Linked DNA regions of Hordeum vulgare: region 1 is linked to region 2. Evidence: chromatin contacts called from public Hi-C data. All regions are on one chromosome and are shown on one strand. Each heading gives the region's core, a stretch centred on a gene start, on an enhancer-like site or on the middle of the called end of the contact. The rest is flanking DNA. Distances are from core to core; before and after follow the strand shown. Region 1 holds the start of LOC123445226 (stearoyl-[acyl-carrier-protein] 9-desaturase 2, chloroplastic). Region 2 has its middle 26 kb from the start of LOC123445224.

Region 1 (4,787 bases), core at 1,601-4,100, 45 kb before region 2:
CCACGTGTAACTCAGATCTAGACGCCATAGTTCTTTCTCTAGATCGTATTTCTGCGGAGCTCGGGCGGAGCCCTGCAGGAGTAGATCATCACCACCACCGGAGCTCCGTCACGCTGCCGGAGAACTCATCTACTTCTCTGTCTTGCTTGCTGGATCAAGAATGCCGAGATCATCGTCGAGTTGCACGTGTGCTGAACGCGGAGGTGCCCTCGATTCGGCGCTAGATCGGAACGGATCGTGGGACGGTTCGTGGGGGCAGATAGAGGGACGTGAGGACGTTCCACTACATCAACCGCGTTTCTTAACGCTTCCTGTTGTGCGATCTACAAGGGTATGTAGATCCAAATCTCCTCTCGTAGGTGGACATCATCATGATAGGTCTTCGTGTGCGTAGGAATTTTTTTATTTCCCATGCAACGTTCCCAGCAGTGGATGCTGGAGAACTCGGGGTCGACTATCTTGCGCTCGTCGAACGCCGTCTTGACCCTTTTCCACCAGGTGTCGGCATTCTGATTCGCGTCTATGATTGGGTCGATGCTGAGAGTCTTCCATGCTTTGACGTCCATTTGACACGAGCCTCGACCGACGTGGCGTTGGACGACCGCCCCTTCTTTCTCCCTTTGGTCGCTGGCACCGCCGGTTGTTCCTCTTACACCTCATTGACATCGTCGTGCTGGACGTCCTCCGTGTCGCCGGCGTTGCCCAACGTTTCCTCTTGTGTGCGACCCCGAGGCATGAAGCGGCGACGGCTGAGCCGTTCGTGATGATCTCGTCCATCTTGACACCGACGGTGCTAAACTACGCTGAGCTTGGTGGGAAGGGCATGGGTCCACGCGCACAGTCCTCACAAGCAAGGCTGAGTACGTCAGCGAGTAGCCGTATTGGGTGGCGAGGACGGCGATGAACGCGGAGGGCGTGCGTGGGCCGGGGCTAATGAAGATGGAGGAGCGCAGTGCAGAGCAATGCGAGAAGGTGATGTTGGGGTTGAAGCTGCCGAATGCATCACCGTCGGCGTATTCGGGCGAGCGCGCGTGCCTCCACACTAACGACGAGAAGCTGGCCAATGACGCGACGCTCTGCTGGCTACCCCATGCGCCTTGTGGGTACTTGCTTGTCTGTTGAGGCGGAAGGATCTCACGCGAGACGGCCCCTCCTATTCCGTCGCAGTGTCCCTAACCTTCTTCATGTTGAGGCTGTTTTGTTGGTCGTTGGTGACTGCCGCCCGACGATTAACGTCGGCCTTTCACTAGGCGTTGTCAAGCCCGGGGGCCTTGGCATCAGCGCCCTCGACTTCCTCGACTTTTGCCGGGGATCGGTGGCTTGACGAGGGGCGGCGTACTTCTTCGGCAACATGGTGGGAGGATGTGTGGAAAAAGGCGGAAGCCGTGGGAGAGATGGAGGATGGTGGGAAGAAAAAGGGAGGGAACAACGAAAAACGTCAGGAAACTAGACTGTTTTCGTCGACAGTGCGGATCCACGCGTCTTTTCGTTTCAGCCGGCGTCCGAGACGTCCGTGGTGCGTTGGGTTTGGCTTGGCTTCGTGAGATGTAATTTAGACCCAAACCAACGAAAAACGAGGATCCGGAACACGGGTGGGACATTTTCATCACCGGCGAAAAAAATACATGCCCGTCGGCCCAGCGCGCAGGAGCGACGGCCGGGCGGCGGGACACGATCGTGGTCACGTACGCACGCACTCTTGACCGCCCGCAGGCGTGCATGCACCTGACCGGCCGGGACGCTGGCGGTGCGTGCGTGACGGAATCGTGTTGCCCTTCCCCGTTCCCCCGCGCCTCGGTATCATCGACCAGCACAAGTCCTAGCTTTAGTTTTTGCTTGTTTGGGATCACGTGAGGGCGGCAGTGATTGCCACGCCGAGGCCCCAGCACCAGCAGAGCATATGCTTTCCACCTGTGCCGCGCTCGCCCGAGGGAGGGACGCAGCAGCGGCCGCACACTTGGCGCACGGCCCCCGGCGGCGCGGCGGACGTGCGGCCACGTCCGTCGCTGCGTGCCGACGTCGTAGCACGTAAGCAGCCTCGGCGTTCGCGTCGCCGCTCCTACACTATTAATGGAGGGTGGAGTGCAGAGGAGAGCGCGTGCGTGCGGCGGGGGAGACCGCTGGTGTGTGGAATTCCAGTTGTGCCCGTGCAAGTTTCACACAACTATGCTCCTCCCCGCAAAAAAATAATAATTACCACTGTAGTTATTTAAAAAACAGACGTTGTCTCCAACGCTGGATATTCCCACCGACTTCGTCCTCGCAGCACACCGTTTTCAGTTTAATCGACCGTGGTATACCAATGCCGGTGTATTTTATCCACCACTCACTGACCGCGTGTCACCGTCAAGGACGCAGCCGTGTGATCTAGACTTAATGGCAGATGTTTTTTGTATGAGGTTTGGATTGTACTTTCTCAGCTTCAAAATACAAGTCTTTTTAATATTTCATTAAAGAACTACATACGAAGCAGAATACATCAGTTTATGATATCTGTACACATTTATAAGTAGTTTTTTTAATAAAACATTTTAAAAGACTTATATCTAATAACGAAGGTAGTAGATGTTGGATTGCATAGTAACAGTATACCAAACATTGAAGAAACGAAAGTGAAACGGCCTTTACCGGAAAGAAAAAGCCGAGATGACTTCTCTTCCACTTTAAGAAAAAGGAGATCTAGACTCCACCCCGGCGTGGAGGAAAAGAACAACCTTGGCCCAGCCAGCTGCCCATCGCCGACCGGAAGCGTGAAAAAAATTTGTAGACGAGCGAGGCCAAATCGGTAAAAACGTGACGACCGGAGCTCCAGGAATAAATAAGTAAGCGGCCGGGTGGCGGCCCAGCAGTCCGCACCCGTGGCGCCTGTCGACCGCGGTCCCATCGCAGCGCAACCCAAGACACCGCCGCGCCGCGGGGCAAAAACCTGAGGTGGAGATCGCGCGAGGCGAGGCGAGGCCACACCCCCGCACCGCACCGCATCGCCATCTCTCTCTCTCTCTCTCTCTCTCTCTCTCTCTCGGCTCCTCGTCACCACACGCATCTCAGCCCATCCGCTCCTCGGCGCCGGCGGCGTACCACGGCCACGGCGGCGCTCGGCTCCCCCCCGGCCATGGCCTCCAGGATGGCGCTCCGCCCCCACGCCGTCACGCCCCCGCTCTCCGCCGCCGGACGCGCCGCCCGCAGGACCGGCAGCCTCAGGGTCCTCGCCGTCGCCTCCTCCGCCTCCGCCTCCGCCAAGTAAGCCACGCCTCTCTCCCCCGCCCCTTCGTCTCCAGTGAGTTGTACAACGGCACCGGCGAGGTTGGCCCCTCTCCACTCCTCCGTGCACACATAGATTGGATGGATCGTCTCTAGGCGCCCACGCGAGCAACCTTCCAGTATTGTCAATTCGTTCATTTCCCTCGTTATCTCCTTCGTTATCTGTCGTCAGATTCGACTTCCCCGTCCCGCCCGCACATGGCCGCCGAACCTCTCCTCCGCAGATCAGGCGAAAACGCCACAGTAGAAGAACAGCAGCGCAACTGTTTCCATTTAATTTCCTGCGAGCGCTGGCCAGTTTCCCTGCGCGGATTGACCTGCCGCCTGCTCCCACGGTTCGTTTTGCCTTCCACCGTTCCACATTTACTTTACCCCGATGGGACCTTCTACTAGAGTATGTTGCGTGCCGCGAGCGTTTGCCCCTTGATTATCACCACTGCCGCGTCCCAGAATGGCTACGGACGCGGTACCCACTCCAGTGCAGTCGTCCCCATTAACTGCCTTCAGTTTCGGTACTGGCCGGCCGGTGGCTGGCCCAGGTCGGTTTCATTCATCACAACGGCTTGCAATCATCCTTCACTCATTCACCATTAAGCTGCCCACTTCGTTGCATCGGAGACCGACCGAGGTGGACTATCGTTGTCGGCCTGATTCGGCCGCCCGGTGGTCCATGGCCCATGTTTTCACTACTGTGGGATTTAATTTTCCCAGATGCTTGCTGTCTTAGGTTGTTGCTGCTGTTTTTATGACGGCTCTCTGTTGTTCATCTGCTCGCTTGACGTGTTCCTTAAAAGTTATTAAATACATGGTGACACCTGATGGAGGATGGGCTTAGGAGGATGACATCTGATGGAGGATGGGTTTAGGAGGATGACACCTGATGGAGGATGGGCTTGGGAGGATGACACCTGAAGGAGCATGGGGCTATTGACTGAAGCCCCCTGCTCCCATGGTTCCATGCTGGCCTATGTTTCTTAGAAATCCCATACTCGACATTTTCACACTGGAAGTCTCAAAATGACGAGGTTTCTTGCAGAACATGGATATCACTGTTTCTGCTATCTGAAGTTCATCCAAGTAGGTTCTGTACTGCTTAGTTATGGAACAGATAACCTGGTTTTCACCCATGAGTAGATTTTCCGAGTTAGATGTGGCAATGAGATTAGAGTAGCCGATGTGAGTGTGACAGCTTGCATCTAGTAGTTCCTTTCCCATCCAGGATTTGTTTTCAGTGACAGTGATATGCAGAGCTTGAGACTTGGACACCAGGGAAATACTATCTGATGAGGCAGATGGAATCCTTGCATTAATAAGTTCATTATGGGGGTCACATCGTGGTTGGCATGGGATACAGCATGGGCCTGTAGGTCAATGAACATCAGCTACTAACCTAACTACCTGTCTGCATTTATAGACGTATACTAGCATCTCCAACGCATCATGTCTGAACTAACATCATTGCCAAACAATACTATATATCTTTATCTATAATACTTGTGTCTTGGTCTGCATGATGATATCATGTC
Region 2 (4,860 bases), core at 824-3,323:
AGATATAGGTATAAATGATGTTTAACATGCTGTTTGTGTTGTTCGGACCCCTTGAGTTTTGTGACTGATAAAACGTTTGGCATCATGTGGTATCTAGACCCCTAGTGAAATCGCTTAAAAGACTTATATTTAGGAACGGAGGGAGTAGATGATAATAATGCGGAGCTTCAAGTGAAGATCATTGGATTTCCGGAGAGGAAAATCTTTTCATTCAGATAATGTAGCTATCCGTCTGTCTGTCTTATGTGAGACAGCATACGGATACGGTTCAGCCAGTGGTGAGTGGTGTTCTCGTATCTGCACAAATCAGCGGTCGCTATATCCATCACGCTGCGCTCGATGGCAACATCTGGGATGTGGCCAAACGCGTGCCGCTGATGGTGCATTCCAAAGAAAGAGAGTTGGCGTAGGCGCAAAATATGCACGGTTTCGTATGCGAAATGCTCTACCGAGACGTAAACCATATTACGAGTATTTCTCAGGTGCTCGTATAGATGCGCGTTCGCTTGGACAAGAAGCCAGCCATGCCCGCTGTGCAGGCTGAGGAGAGATCTGCCCTACCAAGAGCTGCTGGTGACCACTCTGAAAACAGGCTATTCGCAGCATTTGTCCAAACTCAACTAGGCCTGCCTCCCTCCAGCTCCATGAAATCTGAGAATCTGCGAAGTAAAAAAACTACTCCCTCTGTACCATGAAACCTGCTGCTCCTCCAACTCCGGGAGTGGAGATACGGAGTGGAAGACATTTGAACAGGCCCTTAGTAAAAACAAAAGAAACAAAAAAACAATAACAGGCCCTTAGCACTGTTTTTTCAGCTCAAATATGGGTCAGCCTGGCATTGTTCCCGGCTAGCGGGTTTTTCTCGGCAAAAATGCAGATTCTGAAAATACCTGTCAACATATTACAGGTACAAACGAGGAGTCAGATCGAAGGCGCTGACACACCATTCCCTCTGTGTCATCACCATGCTCTGAAAAGGAGTGATTGAAAAAAACCTACCACTTTAGGGTTTTGCGTCCTACTAAACTACCACATTTTAAAAAGTGAACGAAAACTATCAATTTTTTCTATTCTTGTGACTAAAAACTAGCACTTTCAAATAATGGCCAGATTAGATGACTTAAACATGTATATGACATGCGCGACCCATCCGTCAGGGCTGACTTGGCGGCAAAGTCAACTCCATCTATTTTGACCGTTAGGTTGAAAACATTTTTTTTTGGGGGGGGGGGGGGGGAGGGGAGGGGGTAGGAGAGGAGAGCCATCATCCTCTGTTATGCCTTGTTCTGTTCAAGGCAGTGTGCTGGATTGTTGACAGTGTCATGAAAGAAATATGACGGGCTTCACTTCAAGATCTAGATGATGCCCCGACGCGTTGTTGTGGAAAACTTGCTAAAAGAATCATGAAAGTTGCTAAAAACATTTATAACTTATGAAAAAGGAATGTAAGCTTATAAATAAAAATGAAATATAAAGTGTATAAAAAAAGAAAAAATACAGTAAAAGGAATATCATTTCTTATAAAAATGTGAATGTAAACTACATATGTATGATACATGCGATCAACATATATTATTAATTCAAAATCTAATGCAAAAAGTAACTTAAAGTAACATGCATGAAATGAATTAATGATATGATGCTTGCACGCATAGAGTAATAAAAAAATAATGTAATTTATGACTTGCATGTATGAGGTGCTCATGTGACATACTTGCATGTTTAGAAAAAATAACCAGTGGGTTGTAGCTATTTAAAAATAGAAGATGAATGCTTAGCCACTGAAGCTGCTATTTGTAAAGTGTGGTGAACGCCTTATTAATAAATCCTTCTGTTCAAAAGGAAAAAAAAAAAGTCGGCCCCAGTTTGCCTGATGCGGAGATCCTCACTGCCACCTGAAAGGAAGGTGACCAAACTTTTGCTAACCAAAAGGCAGGGCTCGCTTCGTTTTCTGTCAGCAAAGGGAGAAGCGACCTCTGCCCATGAAACAACGCCTCATCGACAAGCCTCTGAGATCCCCTCAAAAGAAGAAAAGACAAGACTCTGGGATGGAACTTGGAACAATTGATCGGCCGGGAGTGGGAATTCGTGGACATCGCTTGCTAGCTCGTCACTTTCGTAATAAGATACTCCCTGCGTGCTGTGTAAAAAAATATAAGAGCGTTTAAGTCACTACTAGTATTCTAGTTTCTGAAGGAAATGGCTTTTGAACTGGGTCGGGTGAGTTGCTCTTTCCCATGTTTGATGGTTAGCATTATGGGTACGGATTAGAGAAAAAGGTTCCCTTTTCTGGCTGTTCATACAACAGCTATACATGTTCTGAATGTATGCAGATAGCGGCCAGTTGTTTCAAGATGACTCCAATCGACCGACCTAAACAGACAATGAAATTTTGAATGACCCACGAAGGCAGATGTGCGCCCCTAGTCCATCTTTTCCAGCCATGACCCCAACAGGACGACCCATTTGATCCGCTCTATTTGTTCTTTTGTTATTTTTTCTTATTTTGGACATTCTATACATTTACATCCAATAAACAAATGAATGAAACATTGTGTATTATCAAACAGACAAGACACACAGTTTACAACTAAATAAATAGAAATCACATAGTTTACAACCAAATAAATATAAGTTATAGCAAATAAATTGGAAGAAAAATAGCAGACACAACTGTAGGTTTCTCATTAAACAACCGCATCCTGAAGCATCGCCGGAAAAGCTTGGCAAGGAATAGTGGTTTTGTCTCATATAAATAATCATCAAAAAGTAGGCACGGCCGTTTTCTCTGTTATGATTCAACTCAGGCGCATGGACACATATCGGTACCCTGAACAATAGTTGTTGCCTCGCAATGTGCATCCACGAGAAGTGTAGCAACAACAACATCACTATCATCATCGAGCGATAATGAGCATTCAAAGTTGTTGTAAAAACTCGTTCTGAGCTATCCGCCATGATCCTTTTGAGTGATGTGAATCCGTACCTCACTAGAAACGGCGGGCATGGACGAGTCTCGGACGTGCAAACTGCCGAACACCTTGTGGGAGGGCGTGGATGACTCTCGACAAGTGAAGGGCCAAACCCTTGGCCCGTCTAGGCAGCTGGGCTGGCGAACCCCACATTCTTGGAAAGTGACCGTGGAGGTGGAAGCGGTGTGCCGACGAGCGGAGATGACCCTGGGTAGGGTGCGAGCCGCACGCTATACCAGTGATGGCACAAGCTAAACCAACGCCCACAATGGGGTGGTGGTGGATGCAACGACTATATATGGGTAAGGACTCCGGGGGTGGTAAAGAGGCCGAAAGCTAGGCGACGACGGCAAGGACGACATGGTCAGGGAGGTCAATCTCGTTTGGGAAGGGGGTGTGATAATCTCCAAGTGTAAGGAATCATCATAACACTTTACAAAGATGGAAGTGATAAGTATGAAGTGTCGAACCCGCAAGAAGCTAAAGGTAAGATCGGTATTCTCTCAAGTCCTATGTGCCACCAATACAACTCTACATACATCGAACGTTTTCTTCTATCTAGTAACGAGAAATAAAACTGCGTTGTGGGTATAATGGAGAAAAAAAAATATGAAAATAGTCGCTGCCTAAATAAAGTTAGAATATATTACAAATAGTGAGTGTGGAATAATGATGGTATGGTGTGCAAAATTATCCTAGGCAATTGATAATAAGATCGGTAATCATTCTTGCAATTTTATATGAGGGAGAGGCATGAGCTAACATACTTTATGTACTTGAATCATATGAACTTATGATTGAACCTCTAGCAAGCATCCGTAACTAATAAAAATCATTAAGGTAACCCAACCATAGCATTAAACATCAAGTCCATTTTACTCTCATATGCAACAATCCCCTTACTCAGTTGTAAGCTTCACCCTACATCGAGAGTCCCTCATGTGGGTGTGGAATGAAGGGCACCATAGGGCAACACCAAAATAAAATATACTCCCTTCGATATGTTTTCTCTGCGTATAACTTCAATCCCGCATACCAAGGACGACCGCGCTCACTTTAGGCTACCCGTAATGGGTGTATCATAGGTAGTATCATGCATGTCAACTAGGCAATTTCGATGAGGTGACATAGAATTAAATGAAGAAAGAGAGGGTTGAGTATTATATCATGATACCGTATCATATTAAATGATGTGCTACTATATGTATTTCATGACAATAAATGAACCATTCTATGATACTAGTAACACATGATACCATGCATTATGGTTGTGGTATCATATGCATAATACTAGTATATTGATAGTATCCATTACAACCAACCTTATTCTGGACAAATTTACCATCATAACGATTCCGTTTGCATGGAGTAAAAGTCGCGTTGCTGTAACCGTGCATGCAGTTGATCGGTTTGCATGCCAGCATGCGCGCACACCGCCCTATTTCTCTGCATGCAACAACTTTCTCTCCGCTCATGAGAGGCAAGTGGCCAATAACCGCATGGGAGGCGAGTAAATTAGGGAGATGAATTAACTGCAGCTGCTGCATGTAATGCGGAGTAAAACATTAGGGGCAGATTTGGTAAAGACCACTGAAAAAAGGGAACACGCAGACTATATGGGAAAATGGAAAAAAGATAGACGCAAAGAAAAAAGATTGGAGGAAGTACATTCAAACCAATCAAGACCATGAATCAACCCACATGACAATATAAATCTACTCAAACATCATAGAATGGTGACACATCATTGATTATAATATACGGCATGAAACACCATGTTTAAGTAGGGGATTAGAGCGGGTGCGGGAGAGTGGACCGCTGAAAAGAGATGAGAAATACGATGAAGATGGTGATGTTGATGAAGACGATCACCGCGGCGATGGCTCCC

What was found. Hi-C and Micro-C count contacts between places; a contact is called where the count stands out from the background.
Region 1: a contact with region 2 is called in a Hi-C map of leaf, with 2.6 times the contacts expected there. The contact joins the promoter of LOC123445226 here to the enhancer-like site in region 2. A contact is called at or near these places in 3 of 6 Hi-C or Micro-C datasets (leaf and seedling).

What each region holds. Positions count from the first base shown.
Region 1 is chr3H:573,219,993-573,224,779 of MorexV3_pseudomolecules_assembly, reverse strand. It overlaps LOC123445226 (stearoyl-[acyl-carrier-protein] 9-desaturase 2, chloroplastic), which reads left to right and starts at 2,850. Exons shown (of 3, transcript XM_045122186.1): 1 at 2,850-3,240. The coding sequence starts at 3,113.
Region 2 is chr3H:573,174,229-573,179,088 of MorexV3_pseudomolecules_assembly, reverse strand. No RefSeq gene overlaps it. Among protein-coding and RNA genes, the nearest start is that of LOC123445224, 26 kb to the right of the region's middle. Within about 2 kb of position 2,073, at least 1 of the 3 cell types and tissues checked has open chromatin away from gene starts, as enhancers often do. A contact at or near this core is called in leaf, where this site is marked.